2 separate regions of the Mus musculus genome follow, and region 1 is linked to region 2. A link is a contact called in public Hi-C data. All regions are on one chromosome and are shown on one strand. Each heading gives the region's core, a stretch centred on a gene start, on an enhancer-like site or on the middle of the called end of the contact. The rest is flanking DNA. Distances are from core to core; before and after follow the strand shown. Region 1 has its middle 88 kb from the start of Gm24696. Region 2 overlaps Gm38563 (a long non-coding RNA gene).

Evidence for each region. A called contact is a pair of places that touch in the nucleus more often than the background predicts.
Region 1: a Hi-C map of pancreatic cancer cells shows a contact between it and region 2. The contact joins two enhancer-like sites. A contact is called at or near these places in 1 of 15 datasets of contacts at CTCF or cohesin (CD8 T cells), 3 of 484 Hi-C or Micro-C datasets (embryonic fibroblasts, epidermal suprabasal cells and pancreatic cancer cells), 4 of 115 datasets of contacts at active chromatin or transcription factors (CD8 T cells, Th2 cells, a colorectal cancer cell line and 1 more) and 2 of 9 other capture datasets (embryonic stem cells and embryonic tail).

The regions. Positions count from the first base shown.
Region 1 is chr15:61,443,278-61,449,559 of GRCm38.p6, forward strand. No RefSeq gene overlaps it. Among named protein-coding and RNA genes, the nearest start is that of Gm24696, 88 kb to the left of the region's middle. Within about 2 kb of position 3,269, at least 22 of the 459 cell types and tissues checked have an H3K27ac peak or open chromatin away from gene starts, as enhancers often do. A contact at or near this core is called in pancreatic cancer cells, where this site is marked.
Region 2 is chr15:61,163,749-61,169,731 of GRCm38.p6, forward strand. Gm38563 (a long non-coding RNA gene) reads left to right here. Exons shown (of 3, transcript XR_875374.2): 3 at 1,686-3,215. Among named protein-coding and RNA genes, the nearest start is that of Gm38563, 9.6 kb to the left of the region's middle. Within about 2 kb of position 2,188, at least 18 of the 459 cell types and tissues checked have an H3K27ac peak or open chromatin away from gene starts, as enhancers often do. A contact at or near this core is called in pancreatic cancer cells, where this site is marked.

The DNA.
Region 1 (6,282 bases), core at 2,019-4,518, 280 kb after region 2:
TATAGGATCAGACAGATTAGGCACAACTTGCGGCTATGTTCCTGATTAAGTATAAGACCTAGAAAAGTTGATGTCCTCTATAAACCTCCATCTCATCTGTAAAATGGAACTAATCCTGTGTATCTTATGGATCTGAGAGGTAAATAGGACTCTTAATGCCCATTTTAAATGCCATCTCCTTCTCTTTTCCCCTGCCACTGCCACAGACTTGGCTCTGACTGAAACTATGTTATCACAAGTCTACTAGTGTTAACCCCTGCTGAAAGATACCCCAGGACTTCACAGCATGCCTTTCAAAATCTTCACTGCTTCCTCCTTCTGCCAACTGAGAGGGTAACCCACTTCCCCGTCTTCTAATCTAGTTTCCAATACATGCATCCTCTAGTTCTTACCCACGGTCTTTGGATTTTTCTCAGCTGTCCTTTTCTCTCCTATATTCCTAATCACGTGGGGCTCAGAATAATCTCTGCAATATTGCTTCTCTACCAACATCATTCTAACACTGTTCAGAGAACACACATTTCACTCTTACTTCCTTGGGGTACATCAGTCCTCAGAACAGTTTAGGTCTCAAAGATCTCCCAACTGCTTGATGGACAGTGTACACAGCCAACGAGAGGCAGTCCTCAAGAGAGATATTGTGTTCACATCCCTTCTCCCTCCGTTTTTTACTTTGTAGTAAAAACCAAGCAAGCAGCTTTCCTTCAAGCCACACTGTGACCACCATTCCAAACAGCCAAACCAAATGACCATGGACAGAATGATCTGAGACTGTGAACTAAACAACACTATTCCTCTTTGCAAGCTGATTTTCTTTGATATATTTCCCATCAAAAGAAAGATAACTAGCTTAACTCCTTGGTAAATGTTTACTGGACTGACTTACTTGAAAAAGGAGCTGTCTTAGACATTTGAAGACAACCTGGAGCAAACAAAGCCTGCCATTCTTCTCAAGCAACTTGAATATCACTATAAATGAGGAGTATTCTCATCTATTTTCTGAAAGAGCTGAGGTCACAAGCCACTAAAATTGGCTCCTTAACTATAATAAATAATAACCACCAATCCAGATAGCCTATTCACACGTCCATTACCTGTTCAGTAAGGAAACTCAAGCGAGGAGAGTGAGCACCTCTAAGCCTCAGTTCCTTTTCCAATAGAATGAAGAAGAAAGTACACACTTACTGTTGAGGGACAGCTTAGTTAAGTGAGGTGAAGTACATGCTAGTACCAAGACCTTAGTACTTAATTAGCTATGAAAAAAGTGACAGATTTTCTTATTCCATAATTCTCCCAAGAATCTAGTGTGATAACAATAACCTTTTTCTTTAATTACAGTGTCTACTTTCCTTCCAGCTAAAATAATTTCTTTTCAAGTTGATAGTTTCTTATTTCAAGAGTGGCATGCCTGTTGGATTACCTCCGAGAATTCTGAGCGCTCTACGTGCAATCTGCTGCAATACCGATGGACTGACTGGGAGATAATACTTAAGGATGCTAACTGCACCTGGGTGAGACTCTTTTCCACCTGTCCAATATTTATGGAGACTGGCCACATACCAAGCATTATATCAGAGAAGGGATGGGTTAGGGATCAAGTCTCTGCCTTTGTGGAATTGGAGGTCTAGTGAAGGGAACGAGATAAGCAAGTGCTACATGAATAAACATGAAGGTGGTAGAGGGATGTGGTGAAGAAATAGCTGAGAAGGGATCATAAGGGGTCAGATCTATCTTAACGGAGAACAACTGTGTGATCATAGGCAAGATTATTACTTCTAAGAGACAATGAAAGCAATGATGACTTGTTGGTCTTTGGTCTGAGACAGAGTGGATAGCGCAGGCTGTCCTGGACCACAGCATCTACTTGCTTCCGACTCTCAGCTGCTGAAATTAAGATATATGTTACAACAAAACACCTGGTCTTTTGCTCACTATATTTCATTATTTATTCTTTGAAAGTGTTCATATGTGCACATAATGTATTCTCATATTGTTTGAGAATTTAATACCAGGATGGCATGTGCTTTGACGAGAGCCACTCCCTACTCCTTCCAATACCCTCCATTACTTACCTCCTGACTTCCTGTACTGGTTTCTAAACCCACTGAATCTGCTTAGTGACTGCAATGAGGCAAAGGTGCAGGATCAAACTTTTGAGTTGACCACCACAGAGAACTCAGCAAAACAAGATTCCTTTCAGTAGTGAGGCCCTGTGATTCAACAGAAGTCTTGTGTTCTGAAAGCCAGTTCTGATCTTGAACAAGTTATTTAACACTTCTCTGCCTCAGTTTTCAAGTTTCAATGGGACTTGGAAATGCTTATTAAAGAGTATTATGGTGTGTAGCCTTGCCTGGGTGGCCTGACACTCTTGCATTTCAAGGATATCGTCTACTATGTATCTTGGCCTCCTGAGTGTTGGGATTATAGACCTGTACGACTACTGAAGATATGATTAGAAAAAGACATCTATCTATGCCCTAGTTTCTCTGTTGGACAGTACAAAAAGCCATTTATTTATTTGTTTGTTTATTTATTTACACCAAAACACCTTGAATCAATAAATTGTGATCTAGATCTCATGCAGCCCTAAAAATCTGTTTGCTTAAGTTCTAAGAACCTTCTGGAATTTCATAAAAACAGCATTGAATGTATGCACATAAATATGTTTAGGGCTGTATTCCTCCTCTGAAAAGAGATCTTCTAGCATTTATTGTAATGTAATTCACCACTGTTCATAAGGGTTAAGAGCCATTGACTTGAAATGGGGCTAAAAACATAAATTATTTATAGAGAAGCAATAATATTAACTTATATATTACAAGTCTCTTACTATTTATGACATGCCCATAATTCATCTCACTTGAGCTCAAGACAGGCAGCTAAACTAGGCATAGCATAGCCCAGAGTAACAACTAGCACTGTGCTCCTGGCCCTTGCTATTGGAGGGCATTGGTGTTTACCACCCCCACTTCAACTGCACAAAGCAAGGGCAAGGACCACAGTATGACCTTAAACTATTCAACTCCACTTAATTACCCATTGTAGTAGGAGCACATAAATACAGGATGTCCCTTTGCTCTGCCATTCTGCTTTGCATCATTATCAGAAAGACAAATGTAATTCATGTCCAATTACTCACTCACCGCAAGGTCAGAATATTTATTTTTATCATACTGGTGATTTTTTGGATTAGTGGTATCAGTATTTATTCATGGCTAACCCAAACCAAACATCCTGTTGATATCAATGAATTGCTATATAGTTATTGTCACAGGTATGCTGAGTCACAGAGCAAATAAGAAGTTTATGAGTTGACAGAGAAAAGGCTACAAAGAGGTTAAGATAATGTTCCCTGTTAATCACAGGTGTCTTGTGAAATAGATGCATTGTTTATTTATATTGTCCATTTATTGAGCAGTCGGTGCTTGGGAAACCGAAACTAGCCCAAATAGTGAGGATTAAATAAAATTCACATCATTATCTTTAAAATTGGTTGCTGGTACATTTTGGTTCAATTTAAGAACAGCTCATTTTAGCAATCAGTTTTTATCCTCTGCCTCGTAGCGAAGAGCTTTGTCTAGCTTTCAGATGTAGACAGAAGTAGGAGAGGTGGAAAATGAAAGAAAACTCTTTTGGGTATGGTTCATTTGCTCAGAGATCTGGAGTAGCATTAACTGTTATCCTACCATACTCTTGTAGTCAGTTCCTGAGATTACAGTGCCAGTCTGGAAAAGAAGAATCCAAACCCTCAGCTGTAGCAATATATATGGCTCATTTCTTTCCTTACTCATTCTCAGCCAAGCAAATGCATTTTATTATCTTTAGTCACTGTCATCAAGACAGACACAATTGTCTGAAGATGTCACTAATTCTGGGTCGTTAAAGATGTCATTGTTATAAGTTGTACCTGTGATTCAAATCCTTTCTTTTCTCTAGATACCTGTAATAACAGAGTCAGCAGGTGTGTGTGTGTGTGTCTGGGTGTGTGTGTGCGTGTGTGTGTGTCTGGGTGTGTGTGTGTCTGTGTGTCTGTGTGTCAGTGTCTGTGTGTCTGTGTGTTTCTTAAGCTATGCCATTGTTCCTCTTAGTGTCTTTGTACATACTAGTAGTTCAGAAAACAGTTTTCTAATTGTGGCTCATGGTGAGAAGATAGCTATTATAATTAGACAAACACTTTTTCTCTGAGCTTCTGATTTTTGCACTTATGAAAAGGGGATATAAAACAACTGGTTTCTGTGGTACCTTCCTATCCATCACGCTACATTCCACTAATACTCTACCTAGCTTCTATAGGGTTTGCTGTTATAACTAATGTCCAAGAGAGCTCCCCTGTCAATATGATAGGCCTAAGTTAGGGGCAAAGTGAATACTGTTTTAAGAATCTTTAGTTGGGAGATGAAATAAGAATACTTGATGCAGCATAGTAGCCAAAAGACTAAATTTAGGGATTGAATGCATAATATTACATCAGGTTTTAGAATGTGAAACCTCTACTGTCAAAAACCAAAAGTCAGCAAGGAGCTAGGGAAATGGTTCTGAGGATAATGTGCTTGGTATACAAGCATGAGGACGTGAGCTTGGGTATCCTGCACTTACAGGAAGCTGGTCACAGAAGCATGCCTCTCTAAACTGGCTATGGGGCTTGTGAGAGATGGAGACAAGAGAATTCTAAGGGCTTACTGGCCAACCAGTCTAAGCAAAATAGATTCAGTGGGAGGTAGTATCTCAGAAAATAAAGTGAAGACTTAAACAGAAGAAGAGAAGAAGACATATACCTGTTTTTGACCTCTAGTCTCCACAGGCAGGCACATGCATATACACGTGCCTTCATAAAACACACACACACACACACACACACACACACACACACACACACACAGAGAGAGAGAGAGAGAGAGAGAGAGAGAGAGAGAGAGAGAGAGAATTTAATAAGTCTGTCATTGAAAGAGAGGTACAAGAGGCTACTCTCTGTTTTGCTATGCTCAACTCAGTTCAGCTCCTATTTTTAATAAATTGTTCAATTCCTTATTCCCTATCTGAAAAAAGTAAGGAGTAAAGAGATGTTCACATACTAACTAGGTATATACATAGCAAAGTAGGAAAAGGTATGTGGAGAAAAAGTAAGGGAAATCTTTACCTTGGAAATGCTGAGTGCCCTTGGTATTTAAACAGTATGTGACAAAGATAAAATACTCTGTACATGTTTAAGTGAAAGCAATAATAGTGTTGAAAGTCTGGGAAATTCCTGAATTGGGAACTCTCAACTCTGTGTACAAATGGCCTTTATAGCCAGTACTGTAGAAAGTTTGAATGGGCCTTACCAGTTGGTGAGACATGCCCTTGACAGGATGCGGGTCTACAAGCTGACAAGTGGCTCAAGCAGCACAACATGGAGGGTGTCATCCTGGGGTTTGTGTTACCCAGAGGACATCTGGTAATGTCTGCAAGTATTTTTGGTTTTCACAGTTCTCGGAGAGCTGTGAACTGCTATGACACATAAGACAGTTTTTCACTACAAAACTTACTATTCAGGACAAAATATGTCATAGTTGAAAAGTTCAGAAGACTTTGATAAAAGTGTTTAATTTCTCACATACTCAGAGCCATCCAGAGAATCAGAAATTGACCTAGCCAAATAAGAATTGAATAAGCAATTGTATTTCAAATAACAGTTTCAAAGACAGGTACCAGCTGTATGACTGGGTGCTGGGGAAGAAAGGGAGGGTTTAAAGCTAATACTAGCCATGCATTGAAATGCCCAAATCAAATCCATTATCTTGTGTGTCAACCTAAAAATTGTAAAAGAAAATAAATGATTATTAATGATTTGTAGAAGTATAAATTTAAAGACATGAAGCACTAAATGATTGTGAAAAAGAATTCATTTATGAATTGGAACTGCATGAATATCTAAGAGTAGTTAGAAGGTCAGTGCTTTTACTCTTGTTTTGGTTTGCTTTATGTGTTTAATTTTTTTTCCTTTATTTACCCAGCAATTTCAACGTATGGGCAGCACTTTTAAATTCAGAAGCAGCAAATAAATCTAAGTTGAATTTTTAAACCCTGGTACTCTTGAGGATTGAAGAGCACATGGTAATAAGAACAGTAGCGTAAACTTCAGTGTAGCTGGCAAGCATAAGGGGAGACAGGCCTCCTCACTCACTCCAGGCAGAATGCAAATTGTTATGACCCCTTTGGAAGACAATTTGGCAGTACAACAACAGAGCCTTAAAAATATTCATAGCCTAGGACCCAGTCATTCCAACTCTGGGCAGCTAGCCT
Region 2 (5,983 bases), core at 938-3,437:
CCTGATCTTTGCCCCTTTCTCTTTCTCCCTACTTCCATTCTTAACTTCTCTTCTTTCTGACCACCATTCCATCATCAGCTCCCCGTTATCTGCCTCACTGACCCCAAATAAACCCGCCCTCCTCTTAAATAATCTCACCTACGTATTCTATCACAGCAGTAAAAGGTTGATTACCACAGGTGAGTTCATCAACTTTACCAGATACAGTAATGGAGTCACTGGAACTGGATAGGCGACTGTGCATGAGAAAAGGAGGAGACGCCAAAGATAGAAGTGAGACCTTTGAGCAGTGGGTAAGTGAAGGAGATATTTACAAGGAAGGAGAAAAAAGGGACATTTTCGTAAAACAAAATAAAACAAGCAAACAAATAATCTCAACAATTTCATTTTATTGCTACTACAGTAAGTACCTATTTGAATCTGAGCAGCAGAAATATCTTGAGGAGATAGGGTCTAATCAGAAGAAACAAGTCACCAGGGTTTATATACTCTTGGTCCTGCTCCTTGCCTCCCTATTTCTTTCTGTCTCTGTCTCTCTCAAGTTGAGTACCGAATAGATGAATCTGTAGTCTTCAAACACCAAATAAATGTCACAGTGTACCAGACATGGCTCCTAGCAATGCAGCTGTGTTTAGTGCCTGATTGGAATCAGATGGAGAGAGATAGAGATAGACACAGAGAGAGAGTCAAAGAGATGGGGAAGGCAAGGATCAGAACCAAAAGTGTACCCGTTCTGGTGACTTATCACCCTGGTGATATGTTTCTTCTGGTTAGACCCCATCTCCTCAAGAAACAGCTAACTTGCTTGTGATGATAACTTACACAGCATCTTCTAAGTGAAGAATTAAACTAACAAGTTAAGAGGTCTGGAGAAGCCCATCAACATGTTTAGTTGAAGAAAGGGGGAGGGACCTTCCCAGAAGAGTGAGAAATCATAATGAGGGAAGAATGGAAGAGACAGACTCAGTCGTTTATGAGGAGGGCTGGTCAGTCCTGCCAAGTTCGGCTGAAGGGACAAGAAGCAGGAAGTCATGGAGCCTTCGTGTCACATACTAAGGGGTCAGGACACAGATCCAGCCACCTGCTCCTCCTGAAATCTGTTTTAAAAAACAGCAAGATGCACAAAAGGACAGCAGACAGTGTAGTTGGGAAATCACAGAATCTCCTTGTAGCTTGTTTATAATAACTTGGACATGCTACATTTTCTCAAGATAAAGGAGCAATGTCTTGTCCATTACCCTGCCTGATTGGAAGCTGAGAGGATATGGACACTTATTCCAGAGAAAAGCAAGCCTCAGGAGGCTCTGGCTCACTAATGACTGTTTCTCCATGATTTCTCCTGTCCCCTTTGACCACTGCCGTGGCTACTGTCGCATCACTTCAATTCCCAGGACAGTACCATTTGCCAGCAGATTCTGCTGTCGAAGCAAAAGCTTCCTGGCTGGTTATATAAAACACAATGTGGGAAAGAGTTAATTGGCAAACAGAGTGACTATATTTGCAACCCAAGAAGGCCTGCTGTGACTTGCTATCTGCAGAGCTAAGCAGCTTGCTGTACAAGTGATATTCGAAGCTTACTGCTGTTAATGCCAACGGGGCCACTTAACACCTCCCTGTAAATGGTCTCAAGATTAATATCTTGCCATTTAGGTTATGTTCTTTTTTTTTTTTCTTTCCCTCCTTAGGATGAGAAATTTTCTTCATCTTTTGCCTAAGAGAAGGTCAGACATGGCAAATCCCTGGGGTGAGAGGCCCACTGGAAAGTTACTGTATAACTACACTCCGTGCAGTATGAATCACAGAACTGGAAAATTACTCAGCAATGAGGAAAAGACATGGCCCGTGGAATCCAAGACCTGCATTCATATCTGTAGACATGAGTTTAACTTAAATTAGTAGTTCTCAGCCTTTCTAATGTAGCAACCCATTAATACAGTTCCTCGGGTGGTGGTGACCCCCAACCATAAAGTTATTTTGTTGCTATTTTAAAACTGTAATTTTCCTATTGCTACGAATTGTAATGTAATGTAAATGTATGTGATGGTCTTAGGTCACCCCCGTGTAAGGATCCTTTGCCTGCAAAGGTGTCATGACACAGAGGTTGCGAACTGCTGACATAACGTGTCAGCATTAACTTTCTTTTATTTAGTGAGAGAGGGAACACAGTAACTCGTTATCACTTTTGTTGGTGGACAGCTCATTCTAACCAGGCCTCCTCCCTTTCCCACTTACTGAAGAGTCACAGCTTCAGCTGTGCATTCTTCATGATTGTTCCACCCCTTCCTTCAATAATGTTCTTTCCTTAGGACTTTCTGACATCCTGCATGCCTAAGGGTTCCTTCTGTTTTCTTCTTCCTCGAATTTCCGTAATAGCTACTTCTCAACTGATCGAAGAAGCAGGAGGTAGGCTGTCTTCTTGATTTTTCTTACACACTCCCTCTAGTTAGTAGCCATTATCATCTCATTAGGCACCATGCATGTGCTGACAACTCTCAAATGCATTTCTGGAGCCTACACGTGTCCTTGAGATATGGTTTGTTTCACTCACCTGCCCAGCTGGCATTTGCACTGGGGTGCTCTTTAATCAACATGTATCTTATATCAACATACTTCTGAGTCATGAACACCTCCTTAAGAATCTAGTTTCCCATGTTTACCACTCCTAAATCAAGTGTACCACAACGATCCTCATGACTTCAGCTAGAAGTCCCAGGTTCATAATCTTTTCCTCTCTTTCTTGCTCTCTATATATATGTTCTCATATGGACTCTAATTCACAAAAACCTATTCAGTTCATTGATTTCTGAATGTTTTTATGCTCATTTCCTGGGTACTGCATTTTTCATTGCCATTCTAGAGCCACTTGCCATCCTTCTCCATCCAGTGCTATTGCTTGGCAGGCTTGGCATCATCAGTTCCCTAGTTGCTGTGCTTCGGCTGTGAAAACAGAGAGAAGGAAAGCCTGGGGTTAAGGGATGTGTTCCATGCTTTCCTTGATTTGAGGCTTACTATACACTGAAGGAATCATCAATAGTAAGCCTACTTTATCCATACAGGAAGCCATTCTCTTGCTCCAGGTCTCCAAGATTCTAAACAGTATTCTTGTGGCTTCTGTGTACCCTGACTTGAATGAAGTCTGTATTGAATGTCCCCAAACTATTTTTACTTGAAAATTCTCTTAGGCTTTCTATTGCTGTGAAGAAACTCCTTGACCAGGGCAACTCTTTTTCTTCTTTCTTTTATTAATCACTTGATTTGTTTACATTTCAAATGATATCCCCCTTCCCAGTACCCTGCCAACCCACTCCATCCCATTCTCCCTCCCCTTTGCCCTTATGAGGGTGCTCGAACACCCACTCTCCCACACACGCCTCACCACTCTAGTGTCCAACTATGCTGGGGAATCAATAGGCAGAACCCCCAGTTGATGTATCGAGCTCACCCATCTCAAAAAATTTACCCCAGAATTGTTTCTGTCTAAAGGAAAGGCAGGGACAAAGAGTAGAGCAGAGACTGAAGGAAGGAAAGGCTACCCAGAGACCACCCAACCTAAGGATCCATCTCATCTGCAGACACCAAACCCCAACACTATTGCTGATGCCAAGAAGCTCTTGCTGACAGGAGCCTGGTATGATTGTACCCTGCACCTGATCATGGCAACTCTTATAAGGAACCATTTTATTAAAGATAGCTCCCAGTTAAGAGATTTAGCTCATTATCAGTATGTCAGGAAGCATGGTGACTGTACTGGCTAGTTTTGTGTCAACTTGACACAGCTGGAGTATCACAGAGAAAGGAGCTTCAGTTGAGGAAATGCCTCCATGAGATTCAACACTAAGGCATTTTCTCAATTAGTGATCAAGGGGGAAAGGCCCCTTGTGGGTGGGACCATCTCTGGGCTGGTAGTCTTGGTTCTATAAGAGAGCAGGCTGGGCAAGCCAGTAAAGAACATCTGTCCATGGCCTCTGCATCAGCTCCTGCTTCCTGACCTGCTTGAGTTCCAGTCCTGACTTCCTTGGTGATGAACAGCAGTATGGAAGTGTAAGCCGAATAAACCCTTTCCTCCCCAACTTGCTTCTTGGTCATGATGTTTGTGCAGGAATAGAAACCCTAACTAAGACAGTGACAGTCAGGAAGACATGGTGATGACAGTTCTATATCCAGATAAGCTGGCAACAGGAAGAGAGGGTGACCCTGGGCCTGGCTTGAGCATCTGAAACCTCAAAGCCCATTTAGAGTGACAATACTTCCTCCAACAAGGTCACACCTACTTCAAAAAGTACCACTCCCGGAGGGCCTATGAGGATAATTTTATTAAAACATCACAAGAATGTATATTTTTTTTTACTGGTTTCAGTTCAAGCCTCCTTATATCTTTATTTGAATCAACATGGACACACAAACACACAGTCATGCCCATACACGTGCACATATATACACACAGATAACGAAAGAAGACATCTCTCTATATCTCAATCTATATCTATCTAATTAATTATCATCTGTATATTTATGTGTCTTTCTATCTATCCATCTCTATCATCTATCTATCTATCTATCTATCTATCTATCTATCTATCTATCTATAATCTATATGTTTGTGTGTCTATTGATGGGGCGTGGGTGGTATAAAGAGAAAAACTGTTCTCCTAGCTATTCTAAATCTATTGAACCAACTTAATATAGTCTTTCTGCAACAGTGATTATTATAATGTATGCACTGTATCACTACGAGGCTAACAGGAATCCATAAACATCCAGTTTTTTTTTTTTTCACAACCTCTTATCATGGAATCAAATCCTCTTCTGAACTTTCCCCTACTAATTCCTCCAAGCACATCTTCCTGGCTTCTACAGCTTTTTCTTGCATCCCAGTCAGGCAGATACTACTAAATTCTCTAAAGCGCACCTGCATAATTATTTTTTTTCCTGGATTGGAGATGAACTTTGCTGTCATGAATCAAAACTTCTGAGAATGTGACACAGAATCTTAAGTGGACCAAGGTAATGGCTCAATGAGTTCTGAGACTGCTCAAGCTGAGAACCCTAATTAGGATCTCCAACACCCCACCAAAATCTAGATGAGGTTGCATACTCTTCCCACCCCCACCCCCAGTGCTTTGGAGGAAAAGGGGGTAGAGCATAGGGGATCGATGCCCAGAGATTACAGCAAGCCCTAGTTCTGAATAACATGGCATCCTTTCTTGTTTCTCCCAGAGACAAGGGGCCAACTACTTCCTCTGTTGAACAGGCATGTCTATCTCATTGTGAAACCACCTACAGAACCATGGAAATGGAATTTAACTCAAAAGACCTCTCCCAAGAGGGAAGTATGAAGTGAATGGGGCTTCCCCTTCCCTTACTTTTATAATTACTTCTTCTAGATAAAGCTATAGCAAAGTATGATTACAGGCATTTTTCAATGGCTCTTGTTCCTGGGCTATGAGCTTTTGATTAACTAGAATCTATCAGGACTGAGTGATATGGAAGAGCTGGCACTGGTCTTGGCTCAAAGGTCACCTATCTAGATTTGTGACTCACAAAATCCCTAAGAGTCATTAACCATTGCTTTCCCACAGCCTAAAGGGTGGGAACATTTACTTCAATAAAGTTTGGAGATCTAATGGATATGGACATTTTGTAATAGAACACTTGAAGTCAAAAAAGTACTCCAAAACATTGGTTTCCTTTTCCACACTTGACAACGAGTAGAATGTGCCTTGCCATTAGCCACTCCAAGCCGTGTCAATGGATACCATTGGACAAAACAGTGATTATGCCTGCAAGGGACCACCAATTATTGGTGAGCTGCCTAGCTATCCTGGGAACCACGGGCCAACTAGTCCATGACCTTTAGTCTTAAGTGACCTCCAAATTACCAGTTAAAATGAGCACTTCTGTATGTCTTTGAACTATGAGGATTTATATAAAGTTGGCTGAAGAACACCAAGAGTAGGTTATGAGTCACTTTAGAGCCCAAGTT